Linked DNA regions of Mus musculus: all the other regions are linked to region 4. Evidence: chromatin contacts called from public Hi-C, HiChIP or PLAC-seq and Micro-C data. All regions are on one chromosome and are shown on one strand. Each heading gives the region's core, a stretch centred on a gene start, on an enhancer-like site or on the middle of the called end of the contact. The rest is flanking DNA. Distances are from core to core; before and after follow the strand shown.

Region 1 (2,700 bases), core at 197-2,696, 360 kb after region 4:
CTTCTTTAGGCACACATGTGAATGCAGGCAAAACACCCAAATACATTAAATGAACTAGACCTTAATCAGCACAAGTAAGGGACCTGAGGCACAGAGAGTTAAGTGCCTGGCCCCAAAGTCATGTAGCAGGTTGAAGAAGTCCTAAAGTTTGGTGCCCACTGAAAACTATTAACCTCTGTGAACACATCCTAGGACCTAGTTTGTTGGAAGAGCAGGAAGGAATTGGGTGCTAGAGAAGGCTACTGAAGAAGCGTGGGGGTTGTTGGGGAAACCTTGTAGGATGGGCAATCTGTGGGGTGGGAGAAATTTCAAAGAAGCCTTAAAAGCACCTGGGGTTGTATCAGAGCCAAGAAGTGGGGTAAGCAGGAGGTTCATGGGTTTAGACAACCAGGTTCCTGCCAGGGCCTCCCACAGAGTGTAGCTCCTGGGATGACTGGGGAAGAAGGCCAGACCGCAGGAAAGAAAAGCTAGAATGAGGCTGGAACAAGTAAGAGATATGCGTCTCCATTTTAGAGGAAGTCTACTTCGGATGAGATGACATTACTAGGGCGATGGCTTGCGGGCAGGGCAGGATCAGGACAGGATTAGTTTAAAAGGGGGCATCTTGAAGTGTTGGTAGGCTTGAAGCAGAAAGGGGACGGTGGAAAGAAAGAACGGATTGGAGTTCTCTGAAGCAGGCAGGAAGTTTGGCTAGAGAGCAGGACGGGTCTCTCACCAGCTGTGGAGAGCAGAGCACAGGGGCTGGAGCCAGGCAGCAGCTGTGGGAAGAAGTAGGGGAAAGGGAAGGAAGGATGGCTACAGCTGGAGAGCAACAGAATACCCAGGAAGAGGGAGGGCAGGGACTGAGCTGGTTAGCCTCTGTGCCAAGAGGTGGCGTTTAGATGAGGGAGGAATGGTTTTGAGTTTGTTGTTAGCCTCCATGAGATCTCCAAGGGACCTGATGCTGGAGACCTGAGGCAGGCAGCAGATAAGAGGGGCTGGGTTGCAAGAGAACCTAACCTGAGCCTCTAGGTGCTCAGAGCAGCAGTAGGGGAGAGTGAAGTTGCTCTGGGTATGAGAAGCAGGGGTGGAGGTGGGGGTGGGGGTGTAGGGAGGCAGGACTGGGAAGCTGCTTCCGGAATCGACCCCAAAGGAGGACATTGAAAAGCTCACAGACAGGCTACTTCAAGGGTGACAATCACAGCGACTAGCTGGCTTTGCTAACGACTTGAATGAAAATACATTTCATAAGCATCCTAGAGGCACGCACAAACAGGAAAATCTCCAGATTGGTAGCCCCCACCCCAACCCCAAGTCCTGAAATGTCAAAGTGACTGGGACAGATTAGAGAAAGATTCTGCCAATAAGCAGAAAAGTGACAGGTGAAGTTAACACTACAGTATAAAGTGACAAACTCGATACCATCATCTAGGCTTTACTGGCCGAGAGGATAAATCCTGAGCGCTTGGTGACATCTCAGTCAGCAGCCACATCGGAGGACTTCAGAGTCAGAATTTTTCACGTGGGGTCCTGATAGTGTGAGGGTTCCCGGAAGCCGGGTGAAGGGGCATGGGCAGAGGGGCCGAAGGGAACAAGGGATTCTCAGAGGTGGGGTTTCTCCCAGGGTATCCTCAGATTCCACCTCGCTGAAGAAATTACCCTTGACAAGCAAAGGATGGAGACTCTGGGGCCTTGGTTTGTGATTTTCACCATCAGATGTCTCTTGGGTGAGCATGCCCAGACTTCTCAGCAAAGATTGTAAGTCTTCGGAAGAGGAGAGGGCTGTGTGCAGGGCTCCACACACAAATGGGCAGGCTCTTCCATCATTCCCTCTGTTCCCTTTTCTCATCTCCAAATTAGTGCACAAAACCAAACCACTTGGAAAATTAACCAGTTGATCGACCGTTTATTAAAACGTTTGTGGAATCCCTTATCGAGGCTCAGAAGCCTTTGAAGTAATGGCGAATGCTGGGTGGAGATAAGATGTTAGTGGGTGGTAACTTTGATTTTCCTAATCAACTTCACGATTTCCTCTGGCCTCAATATTACATTTTATTTCCTGAACTCTAACTCCGCAGAGCTGCCACTTTCCCACACTCCTGATGTCCCCAAGCCCAGAGAGGTTCGTGCATCTTCTACAGCCCTCACTAGTGGCTCCTCGTGTATGTCTGCAAACTCTCAGGTCAGCCTTGCATTTAGGTCCCCCTCTTTCCCAAATTTCCCACGTCTCAGGTCTCCTTGCTTTAACAACCCCTTAAGGTGCTTCCCAAGTCGGCAGAGCCCAAGCGCATCACACCGGGCCATAAAGGGAAGATCACAAGTCCTCAAGAGGAGCGGTCTGTGCAGGAATGCACAGAGGAGACTGTCCCAGTGTCCTCAGAGGCCCCTTGCCCCTTATCCCTCTCCCCTTGCCCCGTATCCTGCGCAACCGCATTGGCCTCGGGATCCCTATTCCTGCTTCCAGTCCTGGGGAGAGGGTCTGGGGGTGTCGCAGCCTGAGCCCCGCCGCGCGCGCAGCCCCGCTCCTCCCCGCGCGCCCCACTTGTGGCCCCGCCGGCAGCTTCGCAGGGACAGCTGCATTTCTCGCCGCCCGCCGCTAGGAAGCCGGCCTCGCCTCGCTTTCTCCGCCTCCCGGCGCCCAGCCGCGCCGCCGCGCCACCAAGCCGGGCTGCCGCTGCCGCCGCGGGACCGCGCCCCTCCCCCGCCGCCCGACCCCAGCGG
Region 2 (2,700 bases), core at 2-2,501, 380 kb before region 4:
TTGCATCTGGGTAGCTAAGCCATCTGCTTTTCTCCCACCTCCCACCCCATCTACTTAATGGACTGAAAATACTGCACTTAATTGCAATTTTATCCAACCAGGCTGACTTTTCTGACTTACGACCTCGTCTTTTCACCTAACGGCTTGCTCGGTAGGGTTTTACTTACCCTTCCTTCCCAATTCCTCCCTACCGCTCTCAATTATATGCTGTCAAATGTCTGCAAAGTATGATACTAGGCTCTCACGTAAGAAAGCCATCTATAGAGCCTTTTCATTTCAACAGTGAGCGCCTGACGGAAAATCTAGGGGTCTGGGCTCCTCTGGGCACCGACGGTATTAGCTTTGTTGCGGTTATGTAGAAAGGCACCTCTTACTGCCTGTAAAGGAGTCGCGCGTCCCCACCGCCCAACAAGGAACGCAGCCCGGGAAAGGACAGACAGACGAAGGTGGGAGGAAACCCCGGGAAGAAAGGCGCAGGGAAGAATGGGGAGCCCAAGACGGGAGGGAAGACCTTGGCAGGAAGGTTCTGGAGGAAGGTGTGCGAAGTGGCCGAGAAGCTGGCCGAGAGGGCCAGCGAAGAGGGGCCGGGGGCAGGCGGGGGGGACCCCGCCCGGGTGCCCCGCGGGGACATGGGTAGCGGGGACGGGAACCCAGGCCGGCACCCCGGGGATGGCGGCCCACCCGCGGCCGAGCCCCGCTACTTAACTATTTGTAGAGCTGCTGCAGGCACAGGTCCAGGCTCTCGCCCTCCACCTCCTCTCGGGTGATGCGCTCCGACAGCGGCCGTGGGAGCGGGGGCAGCGGTGGCAGCTGGGGCTGCGGCGGTGGCGGCACGGCCGAGTGCCCCGGGGCAGCCGCTTCCTCCTCTTCCTCCTCCTCGCCCTCCGTCGCCGTCTCCTCCTCCACCGCCTCGTCTTCGGGCTCGGGGTCTTGGTCCTGCTCCCCCTCCTCGGTCGCCTCTACCGTCGCAGCGTCCTCCCCCGGTTCCTCCCCCGAAGCCTCGGCCGCCTCAGCCGCGACTAGCTCGGCTTCGGGCTCGGGCTCGGGCTCGGATTCGGGTTCGGGCTCTGGCTCGCCGCCACCGCACGGTCCGCGGAACTCGCCCAGGAACAGCTCCAGGAAGCGCCGGTAAGTTTTCTCCTCAGGGATGCAGCCCGCCATCGTTGCTCATGCCCCGAGGTCCACCGGGAAGGGGGTGGGAGGTGAGCCCAGGAGGAGGAGGGGGCTGCTTCGGAGCCTCGCCTCCCGCTACGGAGGGGGAACGGCCGCACGGGCACCGGCGATCAGCACTGGGTTGCCTGGAGAGGGCTCCCGCAGGCGTGCGCGCCACCGAGCTCGGACGTGCGCGGCCCGGGGGCGGGGGCGGAGCGCGCCACCCCGCTCCGGTCTGGAGGGAAAGTTGGTGGCGGGCGCGCGCACAGGGTCCAGCGGCGGCCCACCCGCAATCCCTACCGAGAGCTCAGCCCACGCTGCCTAGAGACTGTCGCCATGGCAACCGGTTCTAATTAAGAATTCCAAGGTCCCTCCCGTCGAGTCTGTGGAGTGGTAAGGACGCTGGACTCCTGCACTCCAACTTCGAATGGTCTTTGTGGGGTGAAGACCCTAGTTTCATGATAAGCACTGAGACATCTCTGTTGGTTCCACCAGGAGTGTACTGACTTCAGTTTCCTTATCTGCTTGCCTTGCCGTAGTATATCTCTTGATCCGATGGCACGCAGTAAACACCTTTTACTAATGATATGTGTTGAAAAAGTAAAGGTCCAGGCACGAGCACCCAAAAAGGGTAGTTTCCTTTGTCTAGGTTCTTTCGTTTGATTCTATGTATCCTCCTTTCTCAAAAAGATGAACGTGAGAAATTAAACAGTAATTCGCTTGCTTAAAAGTCAAGACTTTCTAGCTGTGGCATTGGTGTTAGAGCCCCTTTCAAAGTCTCCAAAGCCTTTAGAATCTTTCCCCTTAACTCTGCTCTATGAAAATCTAGCTGTGCCTCGTATCTACACAATGTCTTATTTATATAGGGCTTTGCAGTTTACACGTGTTCGTCTCTAATCCTCACAGCCTTTTAAGGCAAAGGTTATTACCGTTAGGATTCTGTTTTACAGATGAGGAAACAAGCCTTCAAAACAGTGACTTTGCTCAAGGTCAAAAGCAAGCGATGCAACAAGAATTCAATCCGAGATTGAAGTGGTAGATTTCACTTGTAAGTTTTCCATCACCCAAAAACCCCTGCTTAGTTTCTGTATAATGCATGTCATTATATTATATTATCCTACCATATAATCCGTATTTTGTCTATATTTTGTTTGTTCTTCCCCACCACCTCCTGTGTCTCTTCTTACTCCCTCCCCCAAGCTAGAACTGAAATGACTTTAAATTATTCTAATTTTCTTACCAAACTATAAACAAACCTATTATTTTCAGGCTTCATGGTGATGATGTTGGTGGTGGGTGCTTTGAAGATGCTGTGCTGTACAGCTGTATGGATGATAGCATCATTGCTGCATACTACCACGTCCACGGCAGCATGTAATTCAGCACAAACATAGTGATTTTTCCCCTCTGCTTTGAAAAAACATGTACTCACAAATTATCCACTCCATCTCTCCATTTATTGTTTCTGGGTTTCAGCTGGATTTAGGATCAGAAATACCATTTCCAGTCAGTTATTAATGACAGAAGAGGGTGCGTTCTCACCAACTG
Region 3 (2,700 bases), core at 13-2,512, 330 kb before region 4:
AAAGTCGGGGGCCAGGGCGGGGGGGGGGGGGAGGCAGTATTCCTGTGAATCACGAACGTCTTTCTAGAGCTTTCTCCTGGTCTAAGGGAATGTTCTATTGCTTTTCTCACTGAAATATCTCTAGTCCTTCTCTAATCCTTTATTTTTCAACTTCAATTCCCCCCCCCCGCCCCCCAGGATCTTTGACCAAGGAGAATTACATGGCTTGTGATTGTTTCCCAACCCAGTTTATCATGAAACCTCAAGATGAGAAGTCGGTTCTTTCATCTACAGATTGGACACCCTGGTCCAAGAGGAGCCTTCCTTAAACCATTAAGTGAGGCACTCCTCAAAGCATCCAGCGAGCACGGAGAAAGCAATCAGTAAACGTTGCTCCACACAGTTCCAAGCTCAAGAGAATTTCAGCGGTGTCAAAAGATCGGCTTGGCGGAGGCGGCGGAACGAAGACGGAGGCGGCGCCAAGCGGCCGCGGTGCATCAGCTGGCAGCTGGGAGTCGTTACCTTTGCTGAGCTCGGAGGGCTTCACCTCTAGGACGTCCTCCGCCGTCTGAAACCCCGCAGCCACCAGCTTCCCGCGCACCGCTGGAGACAGCGGATAACCCACCAACTCCCGCTGCATTTTTTTTTTTTTTTTTTTTTTTTTTGAGAGCTCGGCGGCTACGCACGCAGTGACGTAGAGCAAGAGGCGCGAAAGCGCTGGAAACCCAAACCCCGCCCTCCCGCGGGGGAGGGTCAGTGGCGTGACGTCACACGCGCGGCGTAAGGGGCGGGGCTCGCGCGGCCTAGACTCACGAGGCCTTGCTGCTGCTGAGGAAATCCCACACACTGGTTTCATGTAAGGTTGTCTTCTAGTTTCACTCGTCCGAGTCACGTTTCGGATATAGCCTGACAGTGAACACAAAAACAAAAAAAGAGGCCGGAGACGCGGAGACGGTAGCCAGGCCAAGTGAACCCTGTACAGCATATTTCCTCACCATGCTCTGCCCTCTTTCACGGGTTCCTCAAGAATCCATCCTCCTGGATGGAAGTTGTAGTAGACGCAGCAACCAGAAACTGACCAGTTGGCAGTTTCCTGCTGTGAAAAATTCAAAAAACCCTTGTAGGAGGTCTGTTGTGTGTCCCCTGACCCTTGCCAGGCGACCCCTTGCTTTTCCCGCCCTCGCGGGGGATTGTGGGCCAGCCTCCCACTTTGGGGGGCTGCGGTAGGGAGTGGTTGGCGCCCACGCGCGCGTCCACGCACTCGCCCGCTCACGCACGCACGCACAGCTTCCGGTGGGTGACCCCGGGACTCCGGAGCTCCCTCAGAGTGTGGCGGTTTCTGAGCATTCATGTCGGCAGGCCTGCCTAGAGTAAGAAGTAGCTGGAAAAGTAAGCTATCGTGTCCTTGTCGTCTCGTGGTCTAGCCTGGGCCTCTGGTGTCCCGAGGGAGGAGCTGGACCTCTTTAGTAGAGTTGACCGGGGATGTTGACGGAGCGGGAGTGACTGCTTCCACATCAGAACTTTTGGGGAGATTGGCAGTTTGGAAGGTGGCTTTAAAGGCCCAAGAAATACGGAAGATGATATAAAAAAAAAGTGTGTCGTGCCGGGCAGTGGTGGCAGCACGCCTTTAATCCCAGCAGTCGGGAGGCAGAGGCAGGCGGATTTCTGAGTTCGAGGACAGCATGGTCTACAGAGTGAGTTTCAGGACAGCCAGAGCTACAAAACAAAACCAAAAAAAGTGTGTCATACCTACCTCACATTTCAAAAAAAAAAAAAAATCTAGCATTTTTTTTGAAGACAGCATCTAAACTTTCTAAATTATGGGATATAGGAATACGCGACTCTCCCTGCTTTTGCACTACTTATTGACAACAACTTCTTCTTTCTTTTTTTCTTTTCTTTTTGGTTTTTCGATACAGGGTTTCTCTATGTAGCCCTGGCTGTCCTGAAACTCACTCTGTAGATCAGGCTGGCCTCGAACTCAGAAATCTGCCTGCCTCTGCCTCTTGAGTGCTGGGATCAAAGGTGTGCGACACCACACCGGGTTCTTTTCTTTTCTTTTTTTAACTTGTGGGTTTTCAAGACAACCTCTTTGTGTAGGTTTCTTTCGTGGCTCTCCCAAAACTGACTCTGTAGAGCAGGCTCTCCTCGAAGTCACAGAGATTCATCTGCCTCTGCCTCCTGAGTACTGGGATTAGAAAGGCCAGCGACCTCCCCACCCCCACCCCCTACCCCCAAAAAAAGCCGGGCAGTGGTGGTGCACGCCTTTAATCCCAGCCCTTGGGAGGCAGAGGCAGGTGGATTTCTGAGTTTGAGGTCAGCCAGGGCTACACAGAGAAACCCCGTCTGGAACCCCCCACCCCCAAAACAAAAGAAAGGTCAGTGCCACCAATGCTCAGCTAAAGCAACGACTCTTTATTATTACATTTCTTTTGTGTTTGTGTGTGACACACAGGCCACATTACTAGACTGGAGGTGAGAGAAATTGGTTCTCGGCTTCCCCCATGTGGTATTGGGGACAGATGGAATTGAGGCTGTCAGGCTTGGCAACCAGGCCCTTTACCTGCTGTACTACCTTTCCCCTCCCTGCCAGTGATTCTTAGCCTGGACTTTTATTCAGGAATTGAAGCTTTAAATACTCCAAATCAGTCATTCAAGTACTAAGGAAGGTGGCGACATTTTGAACAGTGTAGAGAATGTCACAGCTCTTAAATGTGCATA
Region 4 (2,700 bases), core at 176-2,675:
GTTAGAGTAGCAGACCATCAAATCCCACTTATATGTGGTGGGTCCTGAGCCAGCTCCTCAGCAGGATACCTGCCTTTTACCATAAATAAAATGATCCTCCTTCAGAGATGATAGAAGGCTTACATGAGATAGCACAGTGAAAATGTATTCCAAACTGAAAAGAGATTTCCCGGTGCTAGAAAGTATCTAAAACCCAGTCACTGAACCCCATGTGGATGCAGTTTGGGATAAAGCCTAGAATCAGTCTTGCTGTCCCTCAGTTTCAATGAGAAGGGCTGGAAGGACAGAACAGCGGGATTGCAACTATTTATATCCCAGCGCTCCAATTCAGATAAACACAAATGACCAGGCTTTTGCCTACATTCCAAGAGCCTTTGCTCTGTTCACACCGCACCAGACCTCGTATTTCTGTATGGTTTGCTCAGGATATTATCTCGGTGCCATTTAAGGAGACAAGGAGGAATTTTGTGTCCTACACAGTAAGCACATTGGCAGCTGGGGTGGGGTTAGAGTATGAGAAGTGAGATACCTAATCCACAGATGTTCCCATGGAATTATGTCTAAATGTGCCGAGAGTTTTACAAAGCGTAAATTATGAGCCAGGCGCGCAATCGAGAGGCTTTTAGGAGGAATTAAATACGCGTTTCCCTCTATCCAACACGCCTCCCCTTTCCCCGTCGGCACGGCTCAAGCTAGCATTCCTGGGGACCGCAAACGAAACCCTATCACGCTCTCCCAGTTACAAGAAGGGGTGGGGCCTCGTCGGGTTTTTGTCTCTGCAGGCGTCCAGAAAGGCAAGACTCATTGCCTCGAGCCTTAAAACAACCTAGCGCGAAGCGGCGGGCTTGTATTCTGAGCATTCCGGACACTGAGACGAGGGGCTTGTGTCAAAAAGTCAAATACCCGGGCGTGGTGGTGCGCGCCCATAATCCCAGAACTCCGAAAGTGAAGGCAGGAAGATCAGGAGTTCAAGATCACCGTCCCGTACTCAGAGGCCAACTTAGGAATTAGCATTGTCTCAATAAATGAGCAAACAAAATAAAACAAGCAGACAAAACAATCTAGGTTTTCCTCGGGAGTCTGAAGAGCACTCAGGCCAGAGCATTTTGGGCTCCATCAAAAGGCCCGCGTCGCGAGGCGCAGTCCCGCCAGTCGCCCCGCTCCACGCTTCCTGCGCATGCTCCAACCTCCCCCAGCTGCCCCGCCCCTACGGGCGCATCAGCTCCCAGCGCGCGCGCCGTCTTCCGCTCGCTCTCGCGAACCAGGTGACGGGCGCGCGCGCGGCCCAGGTGACCGGGCGGCCCCGCCCAGCGCTCCCGCGGGAGGAACCATCTTCTCCACGGGGAGGGAGGGGCGGGGCCTGCGATGGCCGGCACCGGAAGCGGAAGCTGCGTGCCCGACGCGTCTGGCATTCTGGGTAATGGTCTGTTTACTTCCTGCGGCTGGAGGAACCTGTGTTGTCGTATCGGTGAGGATGGCCCTGGAGACGGTACCAAAGGACCTGCGGCATCTGCGGGCTTGTTTGCTGTGCTCGTTAGTCAAGGTGTCCGTTGGGGCCTTGGTTGTAGGAGCGATCGGGGAGGCGAAACGGGAGAAAGAGGGTGAAATGGGGCCAGACACAGGAAAGGAAGGCTCTGAGATTCGGGGAGTGGGAAGCCCGAAAGCCTAAGGGAGCCGTTGTTTCCGTCCACGGAACGCGAGCCGGGTGGCTGTGCCTACTGGGGGCTGCGTTGCAGTTCTCGGCATAACTGAGCACAAGTTTGTCTCCCCGACAGACGTTCGGTGAACTTGCTGTGGTGGACTGGAAAGACACTAGGAGCCAGAGCAGCCGAGAGAGTAGCAGGAGAGGGTACCTGACCCCAAAGAGGCTAGAAAATATGTAAGCTGAATTAGGGACGCGAGCAAAAAGGTATGAGGGTGGAGTTTAGGAACAGTTTGGAGAGGAGAGGGTGTTGGGTTGTATAGAAAACGAAGAGGTTGGCTTTGTTGAAATATTAAGGCGTTGTTCATGCTCATACTTGCTTTTTTTTTTTCTTTCCAGACTATAGACCAGTTCGAATATGATGGGTGTGACAATTGCGATGCATACCTACAAATGAAGGGCAACAGAGAGATGGTTTATGACTGCACCAGCTCTTCATTTGATGGGTAAGCCCCTTTCACGCGCCTTTGTTTACTTCTGCACCCAGAAAGTTAATATGGGATAGATTTTTGAGGTCATAAGACTAGCTGGTCTCAGCAGTTCTGAGAGCTAGTCTATGTGTCCAGCCCAGTAGCTGTAAACTTTTGTAGTGTAAGACCCCCTTTCGGGGACCCCCGCTCTAGTCTCAGGAGTGTGAGAGCACCCAAAGAAACACGAGGACCCATCTTGCTGTAATTACATGAGGACGTTTAATTACGGAGCTCCGGACCGACATGTATCCCACACAGGAGATAACGGATGCCGGCCACGAGGCTCGAAAGCTTGGGGGTTTTATGGGGTAAGGGGCTTAGGGGTGTGGAATTGAGCATAGCGACACACTATTGGCTTATTCAAACATTAACAGAAAGATTACATGTACGTGCAGGGTGTCAGAGTTCTGTGAGTAGTTGACTCAGTTCAGATAGCCCTGTTATGTCCTCACATTCCCCTTTATCTTATGGTCAAGATGTTCCCAGGAATGTTTTAACTATGGGGCATACCCAGGTTTGTTTTTCTCT
Region 5 (2,700 bases), core at 6-2,505, 470 kb after region 4:
ATTCGATGAAATATTTGTTGTTGCTCTTCTGTTTTTTGTTTTTTTATTTTTCTTAGACAGCATCTCACTGTGTAGCCCTGGCTGTCCTGCAACTTGATCTGTACATCACCAGACTGGCCTCAAACTCAGAGATCGTCCGCCTCTGTCTCCTGAGTTCTGGGATTAAAGGTATGACCCACCACCTCCTGATCATATGATGAATTTTAATTAATTTCATGTGTATCAGTATTTTGCACGAACGTAAGCCTGTACACCACATACATGCCTGGTACCTGCAGTGTTCAGAAGAGAACATCAAATCTCCAGGGACTAGAGTGACAGGTGGTTATGTCACCCTGTGTGTGCTAGAACTCGAATCTGGGTCCTCTGGAAGAGCAGTCAGTGCTCTTAACTGATGAACTCTTTCTCCAGCCCGATGTTTTGTTTTTGTTGTTGTTGTTGTTTTTTTTTAAATCTTGTCACTACGATCAACCATGATGTTCTTCGCACAAATACCCTGATGAAATTTCTAAGGGGTGCTTCTCCAACGGATATTCCTCCAAACCCATACTTTGAACAGTTGAACAATGACAGACTACGTTCCCCCAGATTTTTATTTTCTTCCTCCGAATGCATTCATTCTGGGCTTTTACTTCTTAAAACTCCAGCGCTAGCGGGCGGGCGAGGGACGCCTCCAGCGGAGGAACTACTACTTACAGGCAGCTTTCCACTGAGCCTGAAAACAGACTGCTCTGCTGAGCCCCGCTTAAGGCGCAAAAGGCCGAGGAAGGAGGCCTGGAGGCTCGTGTCACTTGGAAAAGTTACTTCGCCCCTATTTGGGTCTCAGTTTCTGAGTAGTGTGAGTGGCTAAGATTAGGCTTAGTCGAGCCTGGTGTCCTCAAATGTCATATTGGCTAGCTGTTCCTGACTGTAGGATGTGCTGCATCCCGGCGAGCTCCACACTATTCCCTCCACCCTGCCAGAGAGGAGGAAGCTTTGCAAAGTTAGAGAGAAGAAAGCAGGCGCCACACTCCACCTTTCCCCAGGACCGGTCGTTTGCTACTCTTGCGCAGCTTTGGCGCGCTCCCGCTCTTTTGGCTCGGGAATCGATTATTCGTATCTGACCACCCCACCCCACCCCCACCCACCCGGACGCAGGACCTGAGGGCTCCTGCTCAGCCCATCGTTTGCTTCTGCCTGGTTCCGCCGTCCGGATGACGTCGAGGCGGGACTGTCATCCTCGGCTCGGCCAGCCGCTTGTTCCCCCTTGGCTTGCTTGCTGCCGCTTCCGCTTCCGGTAACAGCCCGAGGCTTTCTAGCCCAAGTGGCCATGGCGGGGAGCCGGCTGGAGACGGTGGGGAGCGTGTTCTCCCGGTGCGTGCTCCGAGTTGGGCGAGGGCAGAGTTCCTAGCGGGTCACGACCCTCCTGGCATATCCTTAGGGGATGCGGTTGCGGGTGTCCGAGCCAGGTGATGCCCTTGGCACGGAATCGGTGTGGTTTGTCTCTGTCCCCTTGGATTTCTGTCCTGTCAGATTGTGCTCGCCACCCCATTTCGGTGGAGACCTTCTACAGTAAAGAAGCTGAAGGGCCTGACTGGACAGGTCTTGCTTTTTCACTATGGAACGGTGGGTGGGACCCGTGCAAGAAGATGGAAGCTGTGTGTCGTGGCTCGCGCGCGTAGTCTCGGCACTTAGGAGGCGAGGCAGGAGGATTGCCACAAGACCGGGGCCAACCTGGCTTCGTAGCAAGGCTACTGGTGGACTTCTGTCAAAACAAAAAGCCTGCGTGGACACGCTGTAATCCTAGCTCTAGGGAAGTGCAGGGAGGCACTAAATTCAAGGTCATCCTTGGCCACACTCTTTAGTTTAAGTCTAGCCTAGGCTACATGAGAGCTAACCAACTGGACTTAACACTGTGGCCATGCTAGGTTGCTGTGTGTATTGGCCGTGCCTCCTTTAGGCGGGAGGCCCATTTCAGCTCACCCCTACCAGGCTGCTCTTTCCTTCGTTTAAGTTGATTCAGAGACTTTACAACCCTGTGGTAACCGACTGACCTTGGTTCTGTTCCCTTTCTAAGGACGAGGGATCTGATGCGGGCCGGGGTGTTGAAAGAGAAGCCACTGTGGTATGACATATATAAGGCCTTTCCACCCCTGAGAGAGCCTGTCTTCCGAAGGCCCCGCTTGCGATACGGCAAAGCCAAAGCTGACATCCAGGACATCTTTTACCAGGAGGATCAGATTCGAGCGTAAGTGTCTATCCCCTATAGTGAGCAGGGTGCCGCAGACCTTCAGAGAGGAAGGCTCATGTAGAAGTCTGCCAACCAGACCACCAGAAGAGGATATCAGATCGCATTACAGATGGTTGTGAGCCACCATGTGATTGCTGGGAATTGAACTCAGGATCTCTGGAAGAGCAGTCAGTGCTCTTAACCACTGAGCCATCTCTCCAGCCCAGAAACAGAAGTTCTAAGAAGTGGAATCTGGAGACTAAACTGACAAAGTTGCAGATAAAGTGTTTGTTAACTGGCCTCTGTTCTGTATGAGGTACTTGATCAGCCCTTGACAAACATCAGCTCATAGACTTTATTACTCTAACCCTGTCCGCGAAGGCAGGTATCATTGCCTCTGTGTTATTCAAGAGAACTATCAGGTTCAAGGAGGTTAACCACCATGGCCACCCCAGAGGGCGGTGGATCTGAGAATCACGTCTGGCTCCACA
Region 6 (2,700 bases), core at 157-2,656, 270 kb before region 4:
CATTCCCTGGGTCCCAAATGATTAGCTCCTGGGAGCTGTCCTTTGACCTCTATACACTCACTGTTGCACGTGGGGTTTTTTGGTTTTGTTTCCTTGACAAACCTCAAAGCCAAATTTATATTAAATTGGAAAAATTCCGGAGGCATCACTTTTTTTTTTTTTTTTTGGTTTTTCAAGACTGGGTTTCTCTGTTAGCTCTGGCTGTCTTGGAACTCACTTTGTAGACCAGGCTGGCCTCAAACATAGAAATCTGCCTGCCTCTGCCTCCCAAGTGCTGGGATTAAAGGCGTGCGCCACCACCGCACGGCGAGGCATCACTTGTTAAGAATACTGTTAATCTTTATATCTACTCTTATTATAAGACTATAAGGGTGAAATCCTAGTTAGGATAATATGGCCAAGAAAAAAAGAGAAAGGATACAGTTAGTAAAGGAAGATGTCAGATCATCTCTATTTGCAGATGATATGATATCCTACCGGAAATGAACCATGAGAAAATGTTTAGATCTGATACACACTTTGAGCCCAGTAGCAGGGTACAGAATCACTCTACAAATAGGCACCTGATGCAGTCTTGTTATGTCATCAAACAAGTCGGCTCTCAACGCAGCCTCCAAGTGGGGTTTACAGACTTGTGTCACCACACTTAGTATTCAGTAGTTTTTCTGTCTGCTCAGCAATGACCTTTTGGTAAAACATATCTCCACACTTGTTATCTCAGCACTTGGGGAGTAGAGGCTGAGTAGAGGTCATCTTAAACCAGATACCAAGCTGAAGACCACCAATCTGCAACACATGAGACTCTCAAGTCCAGAGGGTCAGGAGAGCCAAAGCCCTGTGATGATTGATCTTAGTTGACTGTGTGATTGTGTCTGATACCAAGTAAGAGAGACACTTCTGGTTGGTCTGGAATGATTAATTGGGGTGGGGGAAGACCCTGTTTATGAATGAGCTCGGCCTTTCCTGGTGGCCTAGATATAATGCACTTTGAGGGAAAAATAGTGATGCTGTCTTTGCTCATGTGGGTGCGTGCACCGACCCTATTCCTGTTTGTCGTTCTTGCCATCCTTGGACATCAGAACATAGCTTCTTCAGCTTTTCAAGTGAAACAAAGACCGGCATCTTTCCAGGAATCCTCCAGGTCTTGTCTTGTGGACTGAGCCACTACCCATTTCTCAGCCTTTCAACCATACAGATACCCAGCCCACACCGTGTTTCATTGCTGTGAAAAAACATCATGCCCATGGCAACTCTTATAAAGGACATTTAATTGGGGCTGGTTTACAGTCCAGAGGTTAGTCCATTATTACCATGGTGGGGAACACGAGAGCCTGCAGGTAGACACGGTGCTAGAGAAGTCGCTGAGAACTCTACATCCTGATCTAAAGGGCTCTGTCAACACTGGCAAAGCTTGAGTTTTATAGCCCGCTTCAACAGTGGCTTACTTCCTCAAACAAGGCCACACCTACTCCAATGAAGAAGCCACACCCTCTAATAGTGCCACTCCCTATGGGCCAAACATTCAAACACTATGGGGTCCATATCTATTCTAACCACTACATTCCATGTAAGCCAATCTCATACACTTCTTTTATAATAAGTGTTCATTCTGTTTGTTTTGATGATTAGCAGGACCCTGATTAACACACAATCTAAAACAGAAAGCTCAAAGTGGGACTTGATTTTAAATCATAATTTTAATCTAACAAAGAGATACTGTATGTATCTGGCACAAAACCAAATGACATAGAGGGTGGCGAGATGGCTCAGTGGCGATTAAGAACACTGACTGCTCTTCCAAAGGTCCTGAGTTCAAATCCCAGCAATCACATGGTGGCTCACAACATCATAATGAGATCTGACACCCTCTTCTGGAGTGTCTGAAGACAGCTACAGTGTACTTATGTATAATAAATCTTTTTTAAATTAATTAATTTATTTGGTTTTTTGAGACAGGGTTTTTCTGTGTAGCCCTGGCTGTCCTGGAATTCACTCTGTAGACCAGGCTGGCCTCGAACTCAGAAATCCACCTGTCTCTGCCTCCCAAGTGCTGGGATTAAAGGCATGCACCACCACTGTCCGACATAATAAATAAATCTTTAAAAAAATATTTGCTTATTTTATATATATGAGTACACTATAGTTGTCTTCAGACACACCAAAAGAGGGCATCAGGCATCAGATCTCAATACAGATGGCTGTGAGCCACTATGTGGTTGGTGCGATTTGAACTCATGACCTCCAGAAGAACAGTCAGTGCTCTTAACCGCTGAGCCATCTCACCAGCCCATAATACATAAATCTTAAAAAACAAACAAACAGACAAACAAACAAACAGATAAGCCAGCAGAATAGAGGACATGGAAATTAATTAACACATCCACAGAGCTACTGGTACTTTTAAAAAATGCATAGGAGAAAAGACAGCCTCTTCAAAAATCTGCCACTGGGGAAAACATATGTAGAAGAATTAATTAGAACTCTTTCTCATCCTGCCCCAAAATTAATTTAAAATGGACCAAAGATCTTAATTCAAGGCTGAGACTTGTAGAAGAAAAGCTGGGTGTGATGGCTCTTTATCTGCACTCTTTATCAAAGCACTTGGGAAGTAGTGGAAGGGAGGTTCAGGGTTTAAGGACATACTTGAATATAATAGCAAATATGAAGACAATCTGACAAAAAAAAAAAAAAAAGAAAGGG

Evidence for each region. Hi-C and Micro-C count contacts between places; a contact is called where the count stands out from the background. HiChIP or PLAC-seq counts read pairs in DNA pulled down with a chosen protein or histone mark.
Region 1: a contact with region 4 is called in a Micro-C map of embryonic stem cells, with 2.4 times the contacts expected there. The contact joins the promoter of 2210416O15Rik here to the promoter of Supt4a in region 4.
Region 2: a Micro-C map of embryonic stem cells shows a contact between it and region 4, with 5 times the contacts expected there. The contact joins the promoter of Ppm1e here to the promoter of Supt4a in region 4. A contact is called at or near these places in 1 of 39 promoter capture datasets (pre-B cells), 2 of 484 Hi-C or Micro-C datasets (both in embryonic stem cells) and 2 of 115 datasets of contacts at active chromatin or transcription factors (double positive thymocytes and pancreatic cancer cells).
Region 3: a contact with region 4 is called in a Micro-C map of embryonic stem cells, with 4 times the contacts expected there. The contact joins the promoter of Tex14 here to the promoter of Supt4a in region 4. A contact is called at or near these places in 1 of 39 promoter capture datasets (liver), 1 of 484 Hi-C or Micro-C datasets (embryonic stem cells), 1 of 115 datasets of contacts at active chromatin or transcription factors (double positive thymocytes) and 2 of 9 other capture datasets (adipose tissue and liver).
Region 5: a contact with region 4 is called in an HNF4G HiChIP or PLAC-seq map of pancreatic cancer cells. The contact joins the promoter of Mrps23 here to the promoter of Supt4a in region 4. A contact is called at or near these places in 3 of 39 promoter capture datasets (embryonic stem cells, hippocampal neurons and liver) and 2 of 115 datasets of contacts at active chromatin or transcription factors (double positive thymocytes and pancreatic cancer cells).
Region 6: a contact with region 4 is called in a Hi-C map of B cells, with 2.0 times the contacts expected there. The contact joins the enhancer-like site here to the promoter of Supt4a in region 4. A contact is called at or near these places in 6 of 484 Hi-C or Micro-C datasets (B cells, CD4 T cells, CD8 T cells and 3 more), 8 of 115 datasets of contacts at active chromatin or transcription factors (bone marrow-derived macrophages, effector CD8 T cells, embryonic stem cells and 4 more) and 1 of 9 other capture datasets (liver).

The regions. Positions count from the first base shown.
Region 1 is chr11:88,096,612-88,099,311 of GRCm38.p6, forward strand. 2210416O15Rik (RIKEN cDNA 2210416O15 gene) reads left to right here and starts at 1,447. Exons shown (of 4, transcript NR_045499.1): 1 at 1,447-1,517; 2 at 1,604-1,706; 3 at 2,058-2,141; 4 at 2,251-2,700. Cuedc1 (CUE domain containing 1) reads left to right here and starts at 2,535. Exons shown (of 11, transcript NM_198013.3): 1 at 2,535-2,700.
Region 2 is chr11:87,357,743-87,360,442 of GRCm38.p6, forward strand. Ppm1e (protein phosphatase 1E (PP2C domain containing)) reads right to left here and starts at 1,252. Exons shown (of 7, transcript NM_177167.4): 1 at 707-1,252. The coding sequence starts at 1,161. It overlaps Gm33937 (a long non-coding RNA gene), which reads left to right. Exons shown (of 5, transcript XR_003949755.1): 1 at 1-151; 2 at 284-1,128; 3 at 2,103-2,200; 4 at 2,422-2,526.
Region 3 is chr11:87,403,803-87,406,502 of GRCm38.p6, forward strand. It overlaps Tex14 (testis expressed gene 14), which reads left to right and starts at 1,263. Exons shown (of 31, transcript NM_031386.2): 1 at 1,263-1,368. Rad51c (RAD51 paralog C) reads right to left here and starts at 704. Exons shown (of 9, transcript NM_053269.4): 1 at 502-704. The coding sequence starts at 619.
Region 4 is chr11:87,736,126-87,738,825 of GRCm38.p6, forward strand. It overlaps Supt4a (SPT4A, DSIF elongation factor subunit), which reads left to right and starts at 1,426. Exons shown (of 5, transcript NM_009296.2): 1 at 1,426-1,543; 2 at 2,042-2,148. The coding sequence starts at 1,475.
Region 5 is chr11:88,203,133-88,205,832 of GRCm38.p6, forward strand. Mrps23 (mitochondrial ribosomal protein S23) reads left to right here and starts at 1,256. Exons shown (of 5, transcript NM_024174.6): 1 at 1,256-1,353; 2 at 2,057-2,227. The coding sequence starts at 1,310.
Region 6 is chr11:87,464,770-87,467,469 of GRCm38.p6, forward strand. All of the region lies in intron 2 of Tex14 (testis expressed gene 14), which reads left to right. Among named protein-coding and RNA genes, the nearest start is that of Rnu3b4, 3.8 kb to the left of the region's middle. Within about 2 kb of position 1,407, at least 45 of the 459 cell types and tissues checked have an H3K27ac peak or open chromatin away from gene starts, as enhancers often do. A contact at or near this core is called in B cells, where this site is marked.